4 separate regions of the Mus musculus genome follow, and all the other regions are linked to region 1. Evidence: chromatin contacts called from public promoter capture Hi-C data. All regions are on one chromosome and are shown on one strand. The core of a region is the stretch at or near the end of the contact, and the rest is flanking DNA. Distances in the headings are between cores, read along the strand shown. Region 1 holds the start of Cenpk (centromere protein K). Region 2 overlaps Cwc27 (CWC27 spliceosome-associated protein). Region 3 overlaps Cwc27 (CWC27 spliceosome-associated protein). Region 4 overlaps Cwc27 (CWC27 spliceosome-associated protein).

Region 1 (3,469 bases), core at 515-3,014:
CACAAAAGTCTAATCTTGCCTACATTTCCAAAAATTTTAAATCACTAAGCACCTGTCATCCTCCCTCAAACTCAAACTCCATTGGTTGGCTTAAAAAAAAAATCTGGCTAAGGGAAAAGATTTTTCACATGATATACCTATTCCTGTCCCAACTCTATTGTTCATAAGACACTTGTTTCCTATGTCAGCATTTCAAAGTTTGGTTTTTCTTTTTCATTTTGTTTCGTTTTCCTTCCTAAATTATCCTTCCATTCTTTCCACCTAAGCAGTTCTTGTAGTAATATTTAGGTGAAATAATAACAGCACAAATGTTATAAAATATTCATTTAAACTTGTATGCAAAACACTGTATTGAAGTGTTGGAGCCGAAAGTACAAGATCCTTGTTCTTACATGATTAGGCTAGTAGTGTTCAGGAAGTCACATGAGTAAACACACAACTACAAAAAGTAGTAAGTGCCTCGAAGGCAAAAGCAGGATTGGGCAGAAAAAGTAAGGAGCTAACTAAAGGGTGTCACTATCCAATGTTCAAAAAGCACTGACCTAAAACCTAGACCTGTTAAAAAGCTAGCATGGTTAAAGGAGAGAAATGACTCCAGATAGAGACACTTCACAGTATCTGGACAGGAACGTAGAGGAGCCCTTGCTCAAGGACAAGGTAGGGTTTTGAGAATGGACAGAATTGGGAGTCCTGCTTGGGGAAATAAAGAGAGACAAACTGCCTCATAATCCATGTTAAGGTGTTTGGGCTTTGTTCTGAAAATAAAAGATTTTTAAATAGTTCCACAGTCAGAATTGAGATTAACGCGTGAGCGAACGAACACACACACACACACAACCCTAAGACATTTATGAAAAAGTTCCTAGAACAGTCTTTAAAACAGTAAATATTATCTCTTTACCAAACTTTAATATTATAAAATCTTGTTATTATTCACGTTAGTGGCAAAACTTTACTATATTGTCTCGAGTATGGCTTCATATCCAGCTAGCTTAAGCAACTTCCCCTGAGTTTGAAAATTCATTACTAGACGAGTCAGGGTTGAAAGCTTAAGTGTTTATGATTCTGAGAGCTCCTTCCCACACCTGCTCAATCAATATTAGGAATTCCAACTTCACACAGCAGCTATGAGGTCAAAAAAAGCATCCAAACACAGAAATACAGACAAGCACTAGTTTGTATCATCTCTGACAGTCAGGAATCAACGGTGTTCCTTTTTTTTTTTTTTTTTTTAACACGCCATACTAACACCAATTCACTCTTTAGGGAGGAAATGCAGTGAAGATCGTCCGTTCTAAGTGCACAAACCCACAATCTCACTCCCGCCCGTGGGCGTGCTTGAGATCAACCCTCCCACTCGGCCGGAGTAGCCGTCCAGCTTGCTCGCGGGCTCTCCGCTGCTACCTTTCCTCTTCTTGGCAAGGGTTGCCTCCACCGGTAAAGGCCCGACCCAGCGCTCTTCATTCTCATCATCATTTTCTTCGCTCCCCGCCACTGCCAGGGCCGGTTCTCGCTCGCTCAGTTCCGTTTTTTCTGATCCCTCTGGGTCTCGGCGCCTTCTCCTCCTCAGCTGCGAATCGCTCCCACTCTCGGTCGCCATGTCGTCCGAGGCGTTAGAAGAGACGCGACGACCGAGTGAACTAGGTTTCCCCGAGCCGCGGCGCAGCTTTTGTCCGTCAGCTGCCGGAAGCGCTTTTTGATTGGCTGCGGTGGGCGCAGCTGGTCCAATCAGCGAGCAGCGCGCGTAAACAGCGCGGCTTGGCTGTGTTGACGAGAGCGCTGAGGAGGCCGGAGGACTGAAGTGAGTTGAAACCGGCTCTGACTGGCAAAGGCCCCAGTTTTCTGTCAAGGAGGATGGCAGCTCGCGGGTTTGGGGGACCCAGGTACCCCCTAGATCGGACGCTTACGCCTTACGAACTGGAGGTCTCGCGCTTCTCGGCCTCTCGGGCCAATGCTGTTCTAGAACCTACCTGTTTTTTCCCGAAAAAGCCGAGGGGCGGGGTTGGAAGGAACTTTTTGTTAAAAAGAATGAAGTAGATTTCTATCAGCTAAACTATATATTGAAATTACTGTAATTTATAAGGTGGCCTCCCATTTAGAATATTCTTTTTGACTTGGAATGTGTATGTATGTGACGCGAGAAATTCACGAAGGGCCTGCGTGTTACGTTCCCGCGTCTCCACCTGCCTGCTCTATGTTTGACGATTAGCATATAGTCTATGAGCCTTTGCTATTTCTGGATCTTTATATTTCTGTATAGGTCTAGAATTTCCTCATCAAGTGCGACAGAGTTTTTGTCGCCTTTAAGATGTTAATTAAGATAAAAGAGGACAATTTGGGGGGAGTTGACATCTTCGCGTTATTGACACCTTTAACCTAGGAGCATGCTACCGTGTTCTGTCTATTCCAACAACAAAGCTGCATCCTGTACCACTTCTCCGTTGGTAATTTACAGGTTAAGCAATTTAAGACTTAAAAATTCCTTATGAGTAAAAAAATACATTGGGGCGGTGTTTATTCTGATTTACATCTGATGTTGTAAACTACAGGTCCTCTCTACATCCTTAAAATTACCTAACTGTACCTCATGATACACTATCATCTTTACAACAGCCATCTAGTAACCTTGCCCTGGATGACTATATTCATTAATATGCTATCTTTTGTTGTTTTAATTGGGCCACTAGTTAGTAATTTAAAGTGGGCTACTATCCAAAGTTGCTTTATATTCTTTGAGTTTTCTTAAAGACAAAAACAAAAAACAAAAAAAACCAACATTCTGTAACCTTTCCCCCTCTCCTCTTAAAATTTTGTTTGTAAACCTTATAGCCTTTATGTGATAAGCTATTTCTCTGAACCCTGACCCCTTCTGAGATAGGATTTTTCTTTTATGTCCTGACTGTCCTTGAAAGGACAGAGATTCGAATGCCTCTGCTTCTGCTTCCCAAGTGCTGGGATTAAAGGCAGGGGTCACACCACCTGGCTGTATCTGCTCTTAAAATTCAAATTCCTTGATACTTCCTCACAGTGGATCACCTTAGGTTCCATTTCACTTAGTTGGAAGAAGTAATTCAAACACACCTTCCACAAGCTCTTACCAATACATCTCCTCACCTACCTGAATTTTGCACTCTTGTTTTTCTACTGACTCTCCTGTTACAATGGAACTTTTTAAAATTTAAATCCATTCTTCATTAGGTGGACACTTAGTTGATTACATATCTGGGCTATTGTGAATGGTGCTATAGTAAACAAGATTGTAAACATCTTTTTAACATGCTAGTTTCCTTTGGATATATATCTAATAGTGGAATTACTGGATCCTGTGGTAGTTCTGTTTCTAATTTTTGCTAACATCCATACTCTTTTTTTTTTTTTAATAATGGCTATATGAAAATATTCCCTCCAACAGGTGCGTGTTCATGTTTCTCTTTTGATAAAAAGGACTTTTTGTTTTTTTAGTCACTCC
Region 2 (3,632 bases), core at 537-3,036, 500 kb after region 1:
AGTACATAAAGAATGAGGCTAAGGAAGTTTTTCTCACATAAGATACTATTGCACTAGAAAAGAACATAGTTAATTAAGAAAATTAACTTGGATTAAGCAGTCTGGATCAAAAGTCAACTCCATCACTTATCAGTTGAAGAGTGACTTAGATCAGTTACTTAACTTCTCTGAGACTCAGTTCTCCTACTACATAGTTAAGAATGGTTGTAAGATACTGAGTACACAATAAATCTTCAAAAGTACTTATCATGTCGGTCAGATATGTAAAATATCACCCTTGCTTAGGACTGTTTATCATGTAGGAAAATTTTATAATTATTTAAATAAAAGCCACCCTTGGTATCTATAGAGAATAATTTTATCTGTAATTTGAAAGTGCAAGATAATAAAAATCTAATAGATTTGGATACTCTGTTGAAGTAATGTAGCATAAACTGAACAAAAATGACTAAAAGACAAAGTGAGACAGAAAAGCATAGATCTATACAAAATATTATAAATTTCTCACTATGTTGAATTTTTCAAGTGATTGAGGACTTTCAATGTTGTAAAAATCTTTTAGACTAGTAAAATATCACATTTGTCAATGCTTTGGGAGTCCATAACTCTTGGAATAAAGTATAACTTTAAAAATTACTATTTAGATCACAGTCTAATTTTAGGGATCCCAATCTTACATTCTCTAGAACATAACCCCTATCCACTGGCAAGAAATATGTTTAAATCTGTTAAAACAAAGATGAAAATTATAATCTTGAAATATATATCAGGATTACTGCCAAAACCATGGGCCTACTTTAGGGTCCAAAAAAGCAACTGCTCGGCCTCCTCAAGGCCTACCTAGTTTCTGTTTAGATAATAAGAGAAAGTGTTTTTATAAATGGCTTCTGCTGTTATTAAGTCTAATGTAAGATTTTTTTCTAGTGGGTATGTTTTTAATTATATAGTCATCTGAATTTTAATACAGTTTGAATACAACACTATTAACCAATAAATAATTCTGTACTGCCCTATGTATATATTTTAATCTAATAAATCTACAGTACCTCGCCTTCTTACTAGAGATTACTAATTTATTTAACAATATCTAATATTTACATGTAGCATTCTGGATACAGGCACAGAAATCAAGGTAAGAAAGAAAGGATGGGAACATAATGCCAATAAATTCTTCAATTCAGTTACTTCACTGATGACAATCTTCTTAATAGCATGTAACACAGGCACTGTGTAGGTAGAGGCTGAGGTTTATGGAAAGTAGACACCACCATTTACTGAGGGAACTAGAAAGTAAAACCAAAAATCTATAAATTCTAGTCTCTGTTCTTTATGACACAGCATACCAACACCAACACAAACTCTTCAAGGAGCTTGCATTGCAAAGGGCATAAACCTTGTCTACAAAGAAATGACTGAAGCACTTAGAAGTTCAGCAACAGAAAGATTTGTGCAGGCTAAGTGAGAGATGACTTTGCAGAAGAGCCATGTAAACTAGACCCTAAACAATAGTTAGGAGTGTGCCATGTGGAGCCAGTATGAAGAGGCGTCCAAATGGTAACTTTAAATCTGGACAGGAAGTAGAGAGTAAAAAGAAAGAACGAGAAAGGTTAATTGATTCAGTAGATAAGGGTGCTAGATGTACAGCTGGACAACTGAGTTCTGCCCCTAGAACACGTCTAAAGAAGCTGGCTGTGAGCCAGGCAAGGAGGTACACACTGTTAATATTAGCATTCAGGAGGCAGCAGCAAGTGCTCCTTTATAAGCTTGAGTTCCAGGTGGTCTGCTTTACATAGTGAGTTTCTAGGTCAGCCTGGGGTATTCAAAGAGATCCTGTCTCACAACAAACACACAGTTCCATTCCTCTCTTTCCTAGTTCTGACAAAGCCACTAGAATGCTGGTGTCAGGATCACTTTGGCATCAGTTCCTGACTTCACTCCACCTTTCCTTTCACAGCACAGTGTCTGTCTATCTGTCTACTTTGAGCTTAACTCTACACAGAGGTCAAATTCACCTGAGCTGAATGTAAAGTCTACTGAATTGTGCATTCATCTCCATAAATTAAGCACACTTCTTTCTCAAGCGTTCAAGTCCTCTCATGAGCTAGCTTCAAAACACATTTTCCTACTTTATCTTCCATGTAGACTATACAATTACTCTAAATTTCAGTCAAAATATACTAGTCGTCATTACCTTGGCTAAATTTAAGCTTTGGCACACATGCCCTTTGTTCATGCCATCTCTGGGACTTAAAATACTGCTATTTTACTATTGCTCTTTACTAAAATCTTCATCTTTTCAGACTTCATGGAAAAAGTGGCACTCAAGCTGTGGCTCTATTCAGAACATACTATATGACAAGGTCAGTGCAAAAAAAAAAAAAATAAGGATTAACATGAAAAACTACACTACCATGTACTCAGAAGGAAATTACATCTGTAATCAAAATATGTCACAACCAATTCATGACTGTTAAATTATAGGAGCAACTAAATGGAGTAAGAGTTTTAAAAGAAATTATAAAGTGAAACTGAGTATCATAACAAGATCTACTCTGCCACTGGTTTTTCTTTTTCTTTTAAAGTTAATGTAAGGGCTGGAGAGGTACCTCAATTGGCAAAATGCTAAGGATATATATAAAACTGCAACTATGTTCAGTTAGCAAAATGCTAAGAATATATATAAAAGCAACTATATTCAGTTAGTAAAATGCTAAGGGTATATACGAAAAACCCAACTGTGCTGTACACTATCTATAAAATACGAAGGAGATACCTTGAATCGGGAGATAACATTCCTCCCAGAAGCTACAAGATATTAAATAGAAATCTCAGTCCCAGGTGTGAGATACCTTCCTTTGAGTTGTTGCTTAGAGATATTCCAGAGGCCCCCAAGCAATGCAGACTTCTGCATTTGTCTTGGTTATCCACCATAACTAGATAATAGTCCACTGCTGAAGGTACCACATACTTTGGCTGTAGGCACAGACAAATCAAGCTGGAACAGAAGTGTAAGCTCCCTCCCTCCTAGCTGGCTCTCAGTGCTATGAGAAGCTATACAGGCTGCTAGGAGAAAAATAAGACATGGTTTTTCCCAGCTATGAATACAAACCTTCCAGACAAGTTGTGCCCATTGACTTAACAGTGGTGTGACCCTTGTGAGGGTAGTTAACTGCTCTTTGGCTGAATTTGGGGCCTGTTCACAGGAGGGAATTCATTCGTGGAATAGTAAACCTGGTAATAAACTCATAGCTAACTGGAGGTCTCCATTGGGTTTCTCTCCTTTGAGATGGGTAACCCTGTGGAAGAGGGTGAGGAAAACCTGTAGGAGTCATAGAGGATGAAGGAGACCATATGAACATGCTCCCCAACCAACCAAGCAGGACTCATATGGACTCATAGTGACATAGGGCCTGCATTGGCCTGCTCCAGGTCCTCTGCACTTATGGCTGTTAGGTTGCTGTTTTGTGAGACCCTAACAGTGGAAGTTTATGTATCTGACTCTTTCCCTTGCTCTTGAGACTCTCTTCCTCCTGTCGAGTTGCCTTGTCCACTCCCCTTATTAGTGCTTTCACCTTTCATTCTATTTGGTTGTCATCCCTTGGAGGCCTGCTCTTTTCTGAGGAGGAAACAGA
Region 3 (3,577 bases), core at 876-3,375, 410 kb after region 1:
AACAACCTTGAGATTCCACCTCACACCAATCAGAATGGCTAAGATCAAAAACTCCGGTGACAGCAGATGCTGGTGAGGATGTGGAGAAAGAGGAACACTTCTCCATTGCTGGTGGGATTGCAAGCTGGTACAACCACTATGGAAATCTGTTTGGTGGTTCCTCAGAAAATTGGACATAGTACTACCGGAGGATCCAGCAACAAGTGTTCTTAACTGATGAGCCATCTCTCCAACCCCAAGATTGGATTCATATGACAAGGTACTCACACACGGGTAGAAGCTTATTGGTGCCTACTCTGCTCTTCAAATTGAGCAATTCCAAGGGCACAGTCCAGTCCTTATTTATAGTTTGAAAACAAGGTAATGAGGTAAAATCAATTATTTACTCAACAGACATTTGAGGGCTTTTTATGAGTGAGGCCAATGCTAGTTACCAAGGACAAAAAGTCAAGCATGACCCGGGCTCTGGTCTCCTGAAGCAAACTGGGAGAACACACAGACATGAGGCAAATGTGTTTGGAATGTTAACACAGCATTGAGGCAATAACGAGAACTCCCACTGAGAGTGCTCTCAAAGAAAAGAGGTTTCCATGTTACCTGGTGGTGTCTGCACTATGGATAGGCAGGAAAGACAGGATCCCACTCCTTTCTCTTTGCAGAGCTAGAGGCTGACCCAGGCCTGTGCATGCTGGGTAAACACTCTAACATGGAGCTACACCCGCAGCCGAGCAGTCCCCTCTCACAGGCAACTTGTGAGACGGTAGAGGAACCTGTACGCTGTTGACTAGATGGAAGAGGTAACAGGCTTTTATTTGCAGAGACGGATTGTTAACCTCAGGAATCAGTCAAAAGTGAAGTCTGTACTAGGTCTAGTAAGAAGTTACAATGGGTACTGCTTATTCTGTGCTAGGTCTAGTAAGAAGTTACAATGGGTACTGATTATTCTGTACTAGGTCTAGTAAGAAGTTACAATGGGTACTGATTATTCTGTACTAGGTCTAGTAAGAAGTTACAATGGGTACTGATTATTCTGTACTAGGTCTAGTAAGAAGTTACAATGGGTACTGCTTATTCTGTGCTAGGTCTAGTAAGAAGTTACAATAGGTACTGATTATTCTGTACTAGGTCTAGTAAGAAGTTACAATGGGTACTGCTTATTCTGTACTAGGTCTAGTAAGAAGTTACAATGGGTACTGCTTATTCTGTGCTAGGTCTGGTAAGAAGTTACAATGGGTACTGCTTATTCTGCTGTGCAAGACATTACAATGTAGCTATAAAGGGAGGATCATGTGGGCACCCCAGACTGGCTTTTAACGTCTTTCACCACTCCCCCCAATCCGTGTGCTACCCTTCCCCCCCATCTCCCACCCCACCAACAAGGGTACATCTTTGGGAGAAAAGTGCTTAAAAACAGAATCAACTTCTACTATGAATCCTGTTACTGTCTTAAATACGTATTTTCCAGTCCCAGCTCCTATTTGTTCTACTTAGATGAGGACCTAGCTATGGCCATATTTAGCTGAAGGCACCTGAGGGGCAGAAGCAGGGCCGAGGACCACTCTTATGAGCATGGGTGTCTGATTATGTCAGGGGTCAAATTACTAAGGTTTACATTGTGGTCCATGGATCCCTCTCTGTCTCTCTTTCTCTATCTTTCTTTCCTCTTTCTGTCTTATGTCTATATTTATTTATTTATCCCTGCTTCCCCCCACACCCTGCTGCAAACACACAGCCAATCTAGCTGTAAAAGCCCTTCTGGTTTAAAGCCCTTGGTCTACTGTATACAAAAGGACCCCCAATTTCTCATATCCCTTCTTTAGTCTGGCTCTTGTTTGCCACACCATGCTCTGCACGATCCCCATCTTTCATTTCAGATATGCCAGACTCTCTGTAGCTTCCTGGAGAATCTCCACTCCCTGCAACCTCCTTGCTGCTTCTGTATTTCCAAGACTTCACTCTCTCTGCCTCCCATTAGCTGTGCCACCACCCTGGCTCCTGCTGGGCCTGGCCCGCTTTCTCCAGCAGCGAGGAGATCCTCTCCTGGTGCCCCTGAGTCTTGTCCATAGCTCCAGCCATTTTCAGGGTGGTGCAACCCTGCCTCTCTGGGTCACAGTGCTCTGAAGAACAGAGGCTCTGTTTCACTGGCCTCTGTACCTCATCATGCAGCAATGCTTGGCCAGAAAAATGCTGCTGATAAGTGCCTGCGAACACGTCCAATTTTCTGGGATTCCCATCACCTCGGGAAAAACCACTTTGGCTAGGATACTGATTTTCTTGATAGTTTTAATTCAATACCAAATTATTTAGCAATTAACCACTGTATAAACTTCATTTTCAGGCAAGCAGTTCACCCTTTCAACTTTCTAACAAAGAAAAGGGCTAGTTAGTACTAAAAAGGTGAGGCAAGGTATTTGTACAGATAGTACACTGTGTTATAGTAATCCAGTGCTGACCTGTCTCACATGGGCCAGTTAAACTGCTTAAAGATTAACATCTGCTCCTGTTTGCTTAGCTTGGAAGTGTGGGAAAATGCATTTAGTGTCCTCAGCCAGCCTTCTTCTTGGTTTGAATGACCTTGTTACTCTTTGAGAACATACACATAATTTGTTACAACATAACTTGTTTGCATGTTGTGAGGACTTCCCATTTCCCTATTAGAATTCTTAAGAAACCCAACTAAATAGCTCCTGGTTATTATTTAAGTTCGTCATTCTTTGGACTCCAGAACACAAACCTAAATGATTTGGGTAATGGTTTGAAAGGCAGAAACAGCCTTTGTTTGTAAATACAAATTTCAGCACGACGAAACAGTTTCCAAGTGTTGCTTCCATCTGAGTCTTTGAAGGAGCACACTGTTCTGCAGGCTGCACCTCACTTTTGTCCGTGTTACTTTTCTACAAGGTTCTGTCCCCTCCTTTCCTGGTCCTATCAAAGTCCAGTTTAATTACCACTTCTTCCTAAAATCTTTTCCCATTGCCTTGGCCCTCAAAATCTGCTCTGACTTCAACACTTTCTCCAGAAACCTTTGTGAATGAGGTCAGACCTGAGCTTGGGCCACTCACTGTGGCTGTGGGGAAGTCACCCTGCTTCTCCTGCCTGCTTTCTTACCTGGGAAGAAGATGGTAGGGCCCAGCCTAGACACTTCACAGTGCTCACAAGTAAGGCTTGCACACCATGCCATCTGAAGGCTTCTGTAAATGGCAAAGGGGCCCGGATCTAACTTTAACCCATGTGATTCATGAATGCTTTTCTCAGGTTAGCCTATATCCCAATGCCATGGATATGGTGGTATACAAACAGAAATGTAATTTTCCACACTTTGAAGACAGAAGCCAACACTCACCTGACTAGGGCTCTCTCCTTGGGCTCTAAGATGTCCTTACACAGTGTGGGTGAATGGAGGGGAAGACTAGTCTGGCTTGCTTCTTATAGGAACACTAATCTCATCATGGGGGGGGGTTCACCCTTATGATCTCATCAATCCCTATTTACTCCCCAAATGCCCTACCTCCAAATATTATCATATTAGAGCTTTACCATATGAATGTGTGTGACCAATTGTACTACCTACAAACTA
Region 4 (3,844 bases), core at 983-3,482, 460 kb after region 1:
CATTGGTGTTGTGTAAAAAATGCTCCCCAATTTTCTCTGATTGGTTAGAAAAAGCTGCTCAGCCTATGCTGAATAGAGAAGATAGGAAGGCTGGACTTCTGATTCCAGCCACGGAACCCAGGGAGAGCAACCACATGAAGAGACCAAGAGTGGCCATGAGGCTCCAGGAGGAGTCAAGTGGGGAGTCACCAAGGGAGTTTCTATGAGGACACACATGGACCAGAGCAAGCCAGAGCAACACTCACACTGAAGGCAAAGCAGCTGGGAAGCAGACATTTTAGAATCGATGAAGATCTGCCCAGTCATAGTGCTTAAAGCTTGGTAATAAACTTAACAGGTCTTTGTATCAATTATTCTGGAGTTAGAGTAGGAACAGATAAGGCAATCATGCTTAAATTACAGTCAACACCTAAGTGCTGGATTAAAGGCATGAGCTGCCACATCCAACATTCACTGCTGATGTTTTCAACAGCTCAAGCAATCATGATCATTTAGAAAACGGAGTGTATCCTTGGCATTTAAAAAATGATCTAGAATCAGGTTGGAAAAATGGTTCATTAGTTAAAAAAGTATTTGTTGCTCTTTCAGAAGACTCAACCTCAGTTCCCAGGACCAAAGTTGCACGAAACCACCTGTACTTCAGCTTGAGGGGATCAGTAGCTTACCTCTGGCCTCTGTGCCTGCATGCACACGTGTGCCCACACACACAGGCTAACAATACATTTAAAAAATGTTCTCTAAGTATCTCTTTCCTACCTTCCTTCCTTCCTTTCACTTATTTTCCCATACTGTGTTAGATTTAAAAAAGTTTAAAAAATCCTTTTATCTAAAAATAAAATTTCACCATTTTTTCTCAGGATCATATTACTTTGTTTGGTTTATAATTCAAGTAACAGCTATTGTGTTAATAATGTATAGCCATTACAGGACTTAATTGAGGCTACTACAAAATATACTAAAATACATTTAAATTAATTGAGTTTATAATATATTAAAAAATAGGGAAAGTGGGGTGAGGTGGTGGAGGCTTAGTCAGGAGATGAACTAGCTCAAGGCCAGTCTTGGGTATGTAGGGAGAGCTTGCCTTTGAATTCAAGGGTTGGGAATGATAATTGCCCTGTACACACAGGTCCTGAGTTTAATTCCCCAGTACTGAAGGGAGAACTTAAATCAGTAAGGATGGAGTCTAAATAAAGAATATTAAATTGGGTTTTATTCATTAGTAAATAATAAATTTGCCCTATCTGACAAGTAACCCTTTCCCATATTTCTCCATTCTTCATGATTCCAAGAAAGAACTGTATCATACAAATGATTATTAAGGGCTACTGGGAATTACTGGGAGATATCAATAGCTTTTTAGTAAGGATCCAGCTTTGTACATATCAGCTATGGTTTGTTGCTCCTGTTCAATTCACAGCTTCCTTCACCAAGGCTGACTGATGTTCCCACATGTCCTACAGAGCACAGTGTACTTCTCCAGGTGTGTGACCCACAGCCCTCATAGTCTGATAGCCATTTGACAGTGATTCTGTGTCACCCTCCTATGCTGGATGGGGAAACTACAAATTATATATGTAGCATTGTAGCAAGAATGGAAGAGACAAACCCCAACCAACCCCTGCTCCGACCCCCGCTGCCAAATACCCGAAAAACAAAACCAAACGAACAAAACCCTTAAGTTCAAAATAAAAAGATTTCTGAAGCCAACCAGGTAAACTAAAAATATAGCTATTAAAATTGCCTGCATCTATGATCTCCCAGTAAACTAAAAACTGTAGAATATGTATGATTTTAGCAGTACTTAAAGGAAAGCTCTACTGCTTTTTTTTTTTTTTAATAATGAATGAATGAGATAACATTCTTCAAATACTTGCCAGAGTTTACATTAATCCTTAAAATACTTGCAAGTAAGGCGTGCCAAGACACGCATTATTTTTCCTCTGCGACCGGAGAAACTGAAGGAAGCAGTAAGTTTTCTAAAACTTACAACAACTTCCCCAGCAGCAGCACTTTTAGGACATGAGGTGACTGAGACACAGTGGGCTTTCCCACTTTACCTCCTGCAGCAGAAGGGCTATTCTTATCCCTATTGCACGCCTGAGGAAGCAGGGGTTCAGAGAGGTTAGGTCTCTTGCCTCAGGTTATAGGGCAAGATTACAGATGTGGAGGGCAAGGGTTTGAAACCCCAGCTTTCAGACTTCAAAGCCTGCTGCTTTTCTATCCTGTCACAAAGCAAACTAGTTAGGGTGGGTGGGGGAGGTGGCAGTGTGCACTGGAGGAAGGGAAACAGTGTTAGCTCCTGCCATGAAAGTTCGTACACTGGACAAGGAGTAAGGCATAATCTACCAAGGGAGGCAGAAGAAATAACACAGAAATTTTGAGGAAGCTTTTGGGAAGTTCACTCAGGTGAGTGAGTGGAAGCCAGACAGAGTGAGGCAGCAAAATGACCTTGTAGGAAAAAGACATTTAGCCACAGTAGATGCAAGAGACAGCGGAACCACTCTGTGAGGACAACTCACTGAAAGATGCATTTGAGTAAGACAGGGAACTCATTCTTTGAAAACAAAGACTGGATGAATAGGATGAGGAAGGAGAGGATGAGGAGATGAGACAGAACTGGGACCATGAAAGTGCTCCACTGAGGGACTGAAGCCTGCTAAGAGGTAGGTGGTCACACTTATTATTTGTATGCCAACACTTCACGAGATCATTCTCAAGTCTTCTATAAAACCCCAGAATGCTTTAAAGTCTTCTCATTAATTATATTGCTAGCTTGAGGTAATTGATGGGACTACATTTCCAAGTTTGGTACCCACAATTCTTTTCATCATTAGTCTTAAGAGAGTTCAGAGAAAAAGAGTGGGGGAAGGAAGGGCTAGGAGGAACAAAGGAAAAACAATATAGAGAGCTTTCAAACTTTGGAGTTTACTTCTAACTACTTTAGGTAAAGCTATTTTTCTTCAGTTTTTTTGTTTTGTTTTGTTTTTTCCAGAATACTACAATCTAAATAGGAAACACATCTGACTTTTAAAACAGCATAGTCAGTCATTTCTGGCTCTGTCTTACTGTCTTAGAAGAGGTTATCTGCTTTGACCACGTTTTCTCCCTATCAGTTTACATGCTGGTCTTCCCTTTTCTCCATGGTTAGCGACAGCTCTAACAAATTAAATTAGGAGATGGAGAAAAGGTAGGAGAGACCATCACCAAACTGCTTCTTTTGATAAGTGACTGTCCAAATGGTCTTTCTGGAACCTGGGTTTGGAGGATGGGTGGAACAAATGTCTTTGCTCAGCTTTAGCCTGATCCCATGCATTGCATGCAAGTACTCAGTTTGCTGAGCCCATCATCCAGCAATAGGTCGTGTTGTTTGTGGCTCATTTCATTTTTAAAGGAAACAGTGCTTTGTAGCTTACAGTGGAAAGAGCACTGAGTAAAACTTCTGACTCCCAAATCCACTGAGTAAGTTAGGGTAGGCACTAAGTATCTTTAATGGTTTGGATTCTTCATTTGCTAAGTGGAAACTCTCCTTGGTTAAATTTCTTCTCAGGATTGGTAAGAATGAACTGTAATGAAGCCTGAGGCAGGACAGTGTTTGTGTTATATAAATAAGAAGTATGATGATTTGGCAATGAGTAATAGGTACTGTATTTTACATCTATAAGGAATTTTGTAGTTATAACTCCTTTCGAATAATTAAACCTCACTTAAAGAAGCAGAGAGCAGATGCAATTTTTCATTTTAATACCATACATGTTTGAATAAAATATATTTATGTATATTCAATCCTACTGTCAAGGTACCAATAAGTCTGACAGGGAGAAATGTTAAAAATTCTTTTGAG

The links. Promoter capture Hi-C pulls out the DNA fragments that hold promoters and counts their contacts.
Region 2: a contact with region 1 is called in a promoter capture Hi-C map of neural stem cells. The contact joins the enhancer-like site here to the promoter of Cenpk in region 1. A contact is called at or near these places in 9 of 39 promoter capture datasets (the HPC-7 cell line, cranial neural crest, frontonasal cranial neural crest and 5 more), 4 of 115 datasets of contacts at active chromatin or transcription factors (the 230-238 cell line, the SCID.adh cell line, bone marrow-derived macrophages and 1 more) and 4 of 9 other capture datasets (adipose tissue, liver, macrophages and 1 more).
Region 3: a promoter capture Hi-C map of liver shows a contact between it and region 1, with 4 times the contacts expected there. The contact joins the enhancer-like site here to the promoter of Cenpk in region 1. A contact is called at or near these places in 8 of 39 promoter capture datasets (3T3-L1-derived adipocytes, the C10 cell line, cranial neural crest and 3 more), 1 of 15 datasets of contacts at CTCF or cohesin (the NIH/3T3 cell line), 3 of 115 datasets of contacts at active chromatin or transcription factors (neural tube, stem cell-derived neural progenitor cells and thymic regulatory T cells) and 2 of 9 other capture datasets (embryonic stem cells and liver).
Region 4: a contact with region 1 is called in a promoter capture Hi-C map of cranial neural crest. The contact joins the enhancer-like site here to the promoter of Cenpk in region 1. A contact is called at or near these places in 17 of 39 promoter capture datasets (the 3T3-L1 cell line, 3T3-L1-derived adipocytes, the C10 cell line and 11 more), 9 of 115 datasets of contacts at active chromatin or transcription factors (astrocytes, bone marrow-derived macrophages, embryonic forebrain and 6 more) and 4 of 9 other capture datasets (adipose tissue, liver, macrophages and 1 more).

Annotation. Positions count from the first base shown.
Region 1 is chr13:104,227,202-104,230,670 of GRCm38.p6, forward strand. Cenpk (centromere protein K) reads left to right here and starts at 1,765. Exons shown (of 10, transcript NM_001377093.1): 1 at 1,765-1,801. Ppwd1 (peptidylprolyl isomerase domain and WD repeat containing 1) reads right to left here and starts at 1,643. Exons shown (of 11, transcript NM_172807.4): 1 at 1,405-1,643. The coding sequence starts at 1,600.
Region 2 is chr13:104,728,150-104,731,781 of GRCm38.p6, forward strand. All of the region lies in intron 10 of Cwc27 (CWC27 spliceosome-associated protein), which reads right to left. Among named protein-coding and RNA genes, the nearest start is that of Cwc27, 87 kb to the right of the region's middle. Within about 2 kb of position 1,787, at least 7 of the 459 cell types and tissues checked have an H3K27ac peak or open chromatin away from gene starts, as enhancers often do. A contact at or near this core is called in neural stem cells, where this site is marked.
Region 3 is chr13:104,638,791-104,642,367 of GRCm38.p6, forward strand. All of the region lies in intron 13 of Cwc27 (CWC27 spliceosome-associated protein), which reads right to left. Among named protein-coding and RNA genes, the nearest start is that of Cwc27, 180 kb to the right of the region's middle. Within about 2 kb of position 2,126, at least 29 of the 459 cell types and tissues checked have an H3K27ac peak or open chromatin away from gene starts, as enhancers often do. A contact at or near this core is called in liver, where this site is marked.
Region 4 is chr13:104,682,624-104,686,467 of GRCm38.p6, forward strand. The region is part of intron 11 of Cwc27 (CWC27 spliceosome-associated protein); the gene reads right to left. Among named protein-coding and RNA genes, the nearest start is that of Cwc27, 130 kb to the right of the region's middle. Within about 2 kb of position 2,233, at least 16 of the 459 cell types and tissues checked have an H3K27ac peak or open chromatin away from gene starts, as enhancers often do.